Regions from separate parts of the Arabidopsis thaliana genome. Here region 2 is linked to region 1. The links are chromatin contacts, called in public capture Hi-C maps. All regions are on one chromosome and are shown on one strand. The core of a region is the stretch at or near the end of the contact, and the rest is flanking DNA. Distances in the headings are between cores, read along the strand shown. Region 1 holds the start of AT5G26680 (5'-3' exonuclease family protein). Region 2 holds the start of AT5G26622 (Beta-galactosidase related protein).

The links. Capture Hi-C pulls out chosen DNA fragments and counts their contacts.
Region 2: a contact with region 1 is called in a capture Hi-C map of seedling, with 4 times the contacts expected there. The contact joins the promoter of AT5G26622 here to the promoter of AT5G26680 in region 1. A contact is called at or near these places in 19 of 26 Hi-C or Micro-C datasets (callus, cotyledon, leaf and 5 more), 2 of 2 datasets of contacts at active chromatin or transcription factors (seedling and shoot) and 1 of 3 other capture datasets (seedling).

The regions. Positions count from the first base shown.
Region 1 is chr5:9,313,194-9,318,170 of TAIR10.1, forward strand. AT5G26680 (5'-3' exonuclease family protein) reads right to left here and starts at 2,357. Exons shown (of 18, transcript NM_001343978.1): 1 at 2,254-2,357; 2 at 2,039-2,155; 3 at 1,905-1,963; 4 at 1,675-1,734; 5 at 1,542-1,595; 6 at 1,397-1,445; 7 at 1,268-1,315; 8 at 1,085-1,150; 9 at 913-963; 10 at 681-800; 11 at 517-601; 12 at 349-430; 13 at 1-17. The coding sequence starts at 2,265. It overlaps AT5G26670 (Pectinacetylesterase family protein), which reads left to right and starts at 4,775. Exons shown (of 12, transcript NM_180547.3): 1 at 4,775-4,977.
Region 2 is chr5:9,355,456-9,360,432 of TAIR10.1, forward strand. It overlaps AT5G26622 (Beta-galactosidase related protein), which reads right to left and starts at 1,994. Exons shown (of 1, transcript NM_001036868.3): 1 at 498-1,994. The coding sequence starts at 1,436. The coding sequence ends at 549.

The sequences.
Region 1 (4,977 bases), core at 1,107-3,606:
CCTCAGGTATTTGATACCTACATAAAATACCAAAATGTAAACGTCTTTAACGCACTATGGCTATTGCTCATGTAACAACAGATGTTAAGAGATAGAACAAAGTTGACAGGATGGATTAATTTAGATTAGACTACATGTTGACAGATAAATGCTTCTTAAATATGTGGCTAAGGTAATGCATCGCGATAAGAAATATTTTCAGCAAACAGCAGATGTAATGTGCAGCCAACTAGACTAATTAACAAGTTATAACCTTCACTCATATTGGTTGGTTTGAACTTTTATATAATAAAATCAGTATATAGTCACCAAATCAAGTTACTCTGAGATACTAAAACAGAATTAAACCTTTCTTTGTTTAGATTTTCGAGTATAGTCTCAATAGATCCATGCTGGCGAATGAGCTTTAGGGCAGTCTGCCCTCCGATACCTGTTTCACAAAATACATATTAGTTTCTAACTTGCGTTCTACAATTCACAGAGAAAATAACACAATATTGATCTATATCTAGATACCTCGGATGCTGTCACAATAGTCACATCCAGACAATATACACAAGTCGATGAACTGATCCATGGTAAGTTGAAGCTCTTCTAAAATCTGAAACGAGACCACAATATAAGGATCAGTTCATTAACTTAATACGTTGAAGAAAGAATAGTGTGTGTGAGAGACAAACCTTAGCAACTTCAAATTCCATGACAGGGATCTTTCTGGAGCTAGGATCCATCAGGTGGCGAAGAAACTTAGGAGCTCCAAAAGTCAAGGAATCCATATCTTCAGAAGCCACACCATAAACCTAAACAGACAAAAGCGTTTCATAAGGAAGCATCGCATATAAGATTGAAGACAGTGGTCACTTGAAACTGACAGTTAAACGCGAAAAAGAGAACAAACAAAAGAATTAAGACCTTTCCTGACTTGCAAAGTGCAGCACATTGCGCTTCAGCCTCGGAAGTGGCCTGTATGTAAGAAGCAACATCAGTCTTCTTTTCAAACTTTTAGCCATTTCATATCATAAACAAAAAGACGAGTTAATAGAAGAGATTTAGACCCTCGGGACTCTGCACATAACATAAGTACCTCAACAACAGGCACCCCCATGAGTCTCAAGAGTCTTTTGCAGTCATCATTATGCTGTTTTGTCACCTGGAGAGTGGAAATTTATACATATATTAATACGAGTCCTAGATTCAATTGCTTTGAAGTGGATGCCATAAAAACTAAGGAGTCCAACGATTCATAGATGAAAAAATAATATACTACCTTCACAGTTCGTTTGCTGTACTTCTCAATGTCTTCCTTGTTTCCTGCCTATCAGCACAGAAAAGCTTCTAAATTTATGCTCTTCCGGTAATAAAATAAAGCTAGGCAAGGCAAGTAAGAGTGACAAACCTCAATTGCACCAGTCAAATCTGCAGTTGCATCAGCTCTCTTGGAGTAACTGAATCAAGAGTAGAAAGCAACAGTTCAGAAACTCACTTTAGCCATTGTCTAACTAAAACTCAATTTAAGAAGCATTCCAGATAATTAAATCTACCGTTTAGCCAGTTCCTGTCTCTTTAACTCCGGGGGCTTCCCATCGAAAACATAGCTGCATCAAAAGATTCAGAACTAATAAAAAAAGAGAACCTTTTCCACCAACAGAGAAAGTAAAAGGAGGAGAGCATTACACAGGCTTAATTCCAGCTTCAAGAAGACGAATCGTTCGATTAAACATCCCTTGTAAATGACTACATGTACAAAACAAACATAGAGACAACACATCACATAAAAAGATCCAAACCGATTAAACATCATGTAAATGACTACATATACAAAAAAAACATAGAGACATAACACATCACACAAAAAGATCCAAACTTTACAATAGTGGAAACAAAGAGAGAGTAGTAATAGTAACCTAGTGACTTCACCAGCTTCATTAGTGAGCATTTCAGTCCCAGTTCTTCCAACAACAATCTGTGTCACATTCAACCACAATTACAAAAACTATACTCATTGAGATTGATACAAAGGAGAAGAAGGGGCACGAACGAGGAATTGGTAAATGCTCATGCTAGCATCAACAGCGATTTTCCGACCAAAATAGCTCTCGAATTTCTGTTCTTTCATACAACTAGGCGCATTGTCGGCTAAAAGCTTCGTTAAACCCTAAAAATCCGACCAAAAACACACACAAAACATTAGATCGAATTCAGGAATCGTAATCTAAAACTGAAACGAGAAGTAATCGTTTGTTTGAACCAGACCTTAATACCCATGGCGGTTACAGAGAAAGTTAGCGAATGCGAAGGTGTTGTCTCTCTCTCTCTCTCAGGGAACTTTGCCAATTTGGTCTCCTCACGCCGGCGATGATAATTGTTTTCCCGCCTCCTCAACACGTGTGGGCGCTAGAGTCTGATTAACTTTATGAGGCCTTTAAACCTAATGAGCCCATCAGGTTGTTAAGGCCCATCATATAGTTAAGGCCCATGAGTCATAGTCCAAAGAAATGTTAGTGGAATCGAAACTCTCTTTTAAGATGCATCTTATATGACTATATACTTTTTGGAGCTATAAAGTTATAAGTTGAGAGAGAGAATGTTCAATGTAGCCCATATAAATGTTCTGAGTTTCGTTATATGTAAGGGTATGCTATTCTTTTGGCATTTTATTTCCCTACCAATACAGTGATGTCTTTTTTGCTGGAGACAAATCCATTCTAAGATCCGATTTGGATCTGAAGCCTTCAAAAAACATATAGTTCTCATCAAACCTGACTATGGGTTGATAAAGAAATTCGAAATCAGATTTCAGCAATCCGACTCTCTTAGGCGACATGCGTTATAACGATGCTTACCAACACTAGATTTACTCTCGAGACTAGTTATCACTGATTCTTAGAAAGCTTTAAAATTTTCAGAAGTTTTTAGAGTTTACTTTTCAAACAAACTTAGCACAAGTTGTAAAAACGTATTTTTTCTTTTAAATCTAATTTGATATTATATTAAAAAAAAAAAAAAAACTAACTATCGTATCGTGATCTTGTTTTTATTATTTTTACCAAAATTATAATATTTTAGGTAATGTTCTCCGTAATATCTTTCACTTTCATTTTATTATTTCAATGATATTAACATTCATAACAAAAAAAAGAAAACATATAGTTGGCATCGTAATTTGTTCTTGGTTTTCTCATCCTACCACGGTGTGGGATGGTTCATTAGTTAAAAAAGAAGAAGGTAGATATTGAAATCTAAAGAGAAAGTGTGTACTTGATTATAAATCATGTAGATCTAGCAAACGAAACTGTACTTGAGTTGCCAAAAAATCATTTTGATTTTATAAATATGGGAGGTTTCATTATTCGTGCATGGGAATCGAATGGGTCAAGGAGTAAAAAACAAAGAACGTAATGGTGGTGAATGGTGTGATACGTGGGTTTTATTTTATTTTTAAACGTCAACATTATTGATATCTACAACAAATATAATCATTGTGTAAGTATAAGAAACGGTGGTGGTACGTGATCATTTAAATATAGTTACGCTAAAAAAAGACGTTCACCGACAGGATTTTGTGGAGAAACGTACATATATTCATTACGCACCACGGAAAAATACAACGATATGTCCTTAGTTAACACCTTCATCCCAAGTTTACAATTAATTCCCCAAAACTTTCAACTTTATGTAGCATCCTATTAATGTTCCAAACATTGCAAGGATTATATGTATATATATATAGAAAATAGATTGTATATAATAAACAAACAAAACTATCGAAGGTAGTTAGCTCAATTGGTAAAGATCCTACGCGAAGCTTAAAGGTCATCGGTTCGAATAACGTTTGAGACAAAATTAATATTACATACTGTGATTTTGGGCTTGGGAAGATTACGAGTTTCGGTTCTAGAAAGATTATAGGTTTCGCTCCAAAACCTCTTAATATTAAAAAAAAAAACAAAAAACAATCAAACAAAACTTTACATTTTAGATAAAATGCGAATTGTTTTTGGAAATCACCTGTTCAATGGTAAAATAGTAGTTTACTAGTTTTTTTTTTTTGAATTTTAATAGTTTACTTAGAAGTTTAAATAAAAACTTGGATGCATCAAATTGAATGAAGATGTAAATATTAAATTATTAATAAATCCAGTGATTAAAAGTACATAGTTTAGTGGACGATAGATAGCACCGTACCGGTTTGGGAGTGTTTATTTTGTAAGAGCGTAACATGTGCATCGGATTTACAAACAGCCCCACCACTCTCTTTCTTCTTCCTCTCTCAGCCATTAGTTTCAAACCGATAAATTATGACAATTATTTTGGTTAGTCAAAGAGTTTTGGATTTATTGGCCTAAACTTATCCTGGACAAGGAAACGAGAATAATCCTATATTTTTTCTTACAACAATTACTAATTTTGAAAAGAATGATTCAAATTAAGTAAGAGATCTATATTCCTTGTGCAGGATCTATTGGTACAGAATTCCTTAAATATTTTAAATTTTATTTGCCACTCTTTGACAAACTATATGGTTGTGTATTAATTTGACATCCTTGATTACTTTAGACTCAATCCAAACAATGATAGTATGTGTTGAAATATCTTAAAAGAATGTTTTAAATCCAAATTACATGATTACCACTTCCGTAATTATCGCTCATGATTTTATTGCATCCTGGAAACCATTAGATAGATTGGTAGGTGTCGGGGATAAAAAAATCACAGATAAATAATATATATTAATATTGTTTTTGATAATGATTTTTTCCAATGCGTGATTTAGAAAATATCATAAACATCAATAATGAAAAATCATAGGTAGATATCACAATTTATATAGTTACCTCTTGTGTATGTTGATGTGTGTTTCAAGTATGAAACCAAACAAAAAGATGGTCTCCTTGTTTTACGACGAATGCTAAATTAGTTATAATTAGTAGTTTAGTAGTACTACTACTATTTTCTTTAATTAAAGATTAGTGTAAT
Region 2 (4,977 bases), core at 744-3,243, 42 kb after region 1:
TTAGGAGCATCACTTTCACATAGGTTATTATGGGAGAGAGGTTAAGTCCTCATAGTACCCTTAAGTAAGAGGTGATAGTTCGAGTCCTCACTTTACAATTTTCTGCAAATTTTGTTTTTAACCGTTTTATAATGGAGCAAAAGGATTTTTTTTTGTTTGTTTTAGATAGAAAATTAACCCTAGAATGTAGAAAATTAACCCTCGAATGTACATGCAATCACAACAATGTTTAGGGATCAAATCCACATAAACTATTTGCCACGCACTACAAATCTTTTAGATTTGAATTAATGTAAAACAAAATATTATTGCGCGCTGAATATTATAAGTAAAATAAACTAAAAAAATCAAGGCAAAAATAACATGTAAATTTGTCATTAGAGCAATCTCCATGTATCATCAATTAATTAAACCAGAATTTATCGATAGGGAATTGTAAAAACTAGTTCAGAAATGAAAACAATAAACAAGCCTAGTCTACTGTCACTGTCATAGTATTAGTCAAGATATCTTTCTTTTTTTTTCATCAAAAGTTTCTTTTCATTCCATTAGAAAAGATAACAAATATAAAGATAAGAGAAATCTGAAATTCCAAAGTTGAAAGCACAATAATAAAGGGCATACCCCAAAGTTAATACAAGGAAAATAACAAGGTAACAAGAGGTACTCGGCAAGTGATCCTTGAGAGCTTTGAACCAAAAGGTAAGAAGCTTTGTGGAGCATGTGAGGTCAAAGGTTGTCGAGGCTTCTTCCAAGAACAAGTCATTGGATGAACGAATTGCCAATGTCAAGAGACGGAATGGCGTTGATGAAGGGGCTAACGGCAATCTTCTTGTCTGCACAAGGAGAACTACACAACGTAGAGCTTTAGCAGAGGTTTGGACAAAGATGTTGATGTCACATGGATGGGTTAAGGACGATATTCCAAAGATCTTCAAAAGAGCAAACTCATGACTCAATGTATATGAAGAAGCTACACAAAGGGTTTGTAGAAGATAAGTGATAAGCTGTAACAAAATCGGTGGGTCCTCTCTCACATGAAACGAGCCATGGAGATTAAGGAATCCACACACATTTTGTAGTCGGTCTAACACATAGAGACAAAACATAAACCTGAGCTTCACAAATATAGCCGAATGAACCATGGCAAATTGTACAAGAGAGAACACGGTGAGCAAAGGATAAGATGATACATGGTTGAGGAAGCAGCGGTAATCCCCACTCCTTGGAGCCGAGATCATAGTGCCGCGCTGCCTCAACCATTGCAAACGGCCGTGATAATGTAAGCTATCCGAGAGAGTCTTCTTCAAGCTTTGGGAAACTTTGATAGAACTTCTAGGTGATTCTAAAGGGCAGGTTTTCAGATAAATGTTGAGCAAACAGAGCAAAGAGGTATGATATGAGATCAAGTGGCGTCCACAAACCATTGACTCCATGAATCGACACAACTTAAAGCTAAGAGAGGACAACAGACGCTTCACGCAATACCTGGGCTTTTGTAAAAATGAAATTGAAGAGCACCTTTTGAAGTTGGGCCGTAGAAATAAACGGTTTGGGCCTAAGCCCAAATGGCAAGACAAATGGCCCAAGCGGGGGACTTGGAGAAGGATTAGGTTAGAACCGCCGCCGCCGCCGCCGCCGTTTTGCTCCGGTAGTTTCCGTTGGGGATGGGCATCAGAGGGAGTCGAGAGCGTACCAAACTTTATAGATCTGCGAAGAGCAAACCCATACGTTGCAGCTTCGAAGGATAAGGGATAATTGGTAAGGATTGGCTCTTCGGGGTGCCAAAACAGCAGGAGAATCGTTAACAGAGGTTGAAGAGATGAGAGAACAGTCGAGCTCCATCTAACCAATCAAGATATCGATTATCGGGTCAGAGAGCGTTTCCTTGACAGTTCAGTCAAGATATCTAACCAATTAAAAGCCTAAAGTTTCGTTTGGATTTCATGAAAATATTTATTTATAAACGTTTAAGTTTGATAGGTTCACAAAACTTCGTAAACAATGCTTTTGTTGGCTAGGATATTTTCCAACAATTCCACCACTTTTACTGCGTTAATTCACATAAGATAAGTAGTTGGGTGATCAAACTAGTTACGGCATTACGAATAACAGTAGACATATAACTCTTAAGATGCTTACTTAATCTAATGATTCTAAACTAATGATTCATGAATCCTTTTTGAATCCCTAAAATCCAATAATGAAACTATATACTCATAATTGGTAAAAAAATGAAAATAAATATAAAGAATAATGCATAAATAAATCGAAAATATTAAAAAGGAGTGTTATGGAACTCTTCTCTAAATTTAAGAGTATGAAATCATCTCTTTTGAAATCCGTCTAATAGGCCTAGATCTTCTTAGAGTCGGTAGTTTGGCGAAGTCCCAAACAGATTAGGAATACCTTCTCTTTCTTTCTCGGACTGAACTAGTCCCGCGTGAAGGAGTTGGGACAGGTCTATTGGATTCGGACTGTTTGGATTAGACTTCATGAGGACTGGACGGGTCTGGTGCAACGGAGCTGGTTTCGGTGTCTTAGTCCGGTCTTCAAAGGTGTGTCTTTACCCGTACGTGTTCTTATTAGACGAAGCAATCTTTGGGACCGGCCTTATGGCTTGAATGGAAGGCTTGCTAAAGGATAGACTGTTCATAAATGCTTTTGGAATTGGTCTGCTTAGACCGGTCTGAAGTTTTGAAGAGTGGATCAGTCTTAGCCTGATTAATCATGGACCGGTATAATGTCTTGTTCAAGAAAATTAATCCTTTTTACCATTTGACTCAAGTTTTGCATCATTTTCATATGTTTACCTGAAAACATTCTAATATACTAATTAAAACACTAAAAACTCGAATAAAAACACAATGATAAAACACCAAAAACTCGGTTAAAAATTAAAACCTTGATATATCACTTCACTTGAGATTTCATCGTTTTCTGTTTTACACACATTTATTCTTAGTTGCATTGAGATCTAAACGAATTTTCGATATCCAAAATGAATAGCTAATAGTTTCTAACCAAAATCAGAGTTTCTTAAACGGAGGATTGAAATCATTAATTGCATGTATCGTCTCTCTTTCCCTTTAGTATGTTTTGTTTTACTAGGTTTGATTATCAAAGATCAACATATGTTAGTCTTTAACCAAAATAAAATCCTCACGTTACTCAATATCACAAAGATCTTTCGATTCGATATAATTTTTTGACGTAAGTTAATAAGTGATCTCGTGAATGAGATCTTTCGACAACAATTTCAACCAAGATTTCGGTCTTCTTTTTGCTCTTACAGTGTACGATAGAACTTGTTATTCCGATCCTTTATTCATCTAATTATTTAATTCCCATGATTTGGTAAATTAAATAGAAGACAAAAGTTGGTAGAGAAAAAGGAAGAGAGCTTTTAGATGGTTGGTTCTAATACGAAAGACACGAAGGAAGTCATGTCTTGTCCATTTTGACACAAAGCGTTTCAAAGCCAAATTGATGGGCTTGATTTGATTTTTAAATCATGAATCTGTTACTTCAGAACAATTTGTATACAATTATTATAGCCTACTTTTACTCTAGCTTGTCTTTTATTTCTTGTAGGTCTAAGCATAAATAAACCCTATTGAAGAATCTTTAGACCAAATCATGAAATATGGGATAGCACTATTCTTAGATGATTATGTTTCTTGGTTTATAAAATGTGATGTGTTTCGAATGGATGGTCAATAGCATAGATCGAGAAATTACATTACGATTTGGCTGGTTATTGATTCGAGCACGTTAAAAAAAAAGTTCAAACGAATAATTATAGCATGTTCAAAAAAATATCTATAAAAACTATGTCTTCTTAAAATTGTAATTAATTTTTATCCTTGTGTTTTATGTAAAGCTTTTCACTTTAAAAGAAAACGTAACAAATTTTGTAAAAATTAAACTAAAAATTATTTAAATAGGAACATAAACTTTTTTCAATGATTTTATTGTTTTTCAACTGTTATGAGATGCGTACTTTTTCTATCTGTACGTCTAATTTATCAAATAAAAGATTAACATGGTTTAACTTTTGACACTAATCAATTTTAATAACATAACTTTTGTCACTAACCTAAACATAACGGTAGTCAAACTTAACACTTCATTTTATTTTTTTTGGTGGAAACTAAACACTTCATTAAGTTTGAATAACAATGATCAATGAACTAATTGAGCTCATGTAAACCTAAGAACTTATTCGCTAGAAAAAAAAAAATTTGATAACTACTTTTGGCAATAAATAAGTTAAAATCTTTTATTGGTCAAAACGCTTAAGTTTGGATCTTTTATTAGCCAAAATTTGTAAGTTCGGATATTTTTCACTTTTCCCATTTAACTATAGATAATATCGTTAGTTTTTACTAGGTTAGTTTCATTTGGCAAAAGGAAATCATCAAGACAGATTAATCTGGCATTATACTCCTTCAGGCGATTATACGGTGAAGTTGGGATACTGGTTCCTATCTCATGACCCAACGGATATTCGCACCAAACCATTGATACCACACGGCTCTGTAAATTTAAAGAACAAGGTATGGAAACTCCCTATCATTCCCAAAATCAAATATATGTTATGGAGGGCCATATCGAAAGCTTTACCTACATGTTCGAGACTGGTTACAAGAGGCATGAACATCAGTCCATATTGTTCACGATGCTTAACTGAAGAGGAGTCAATATGTCACGTTCTTTTCACCTGTCCTTACGCAATGAGGATATGGAGACTCTCAAACCTTCCTCAACTGACAGGTCTTTCCATTACACATGATGTCGAAGAGAACATTTCATTACTTGATGCATATTATAACAATAATCATACAACACAACAAAAAGTTATTCATTTTTGGCTCATTTGGAAAATTTGGAAGGCTCACAACAATCTTGTGCTCAATAACTACAGAGAATGTCCATCAATGGTAATTCAACAAACAGTCGCAGAAGTATATGACT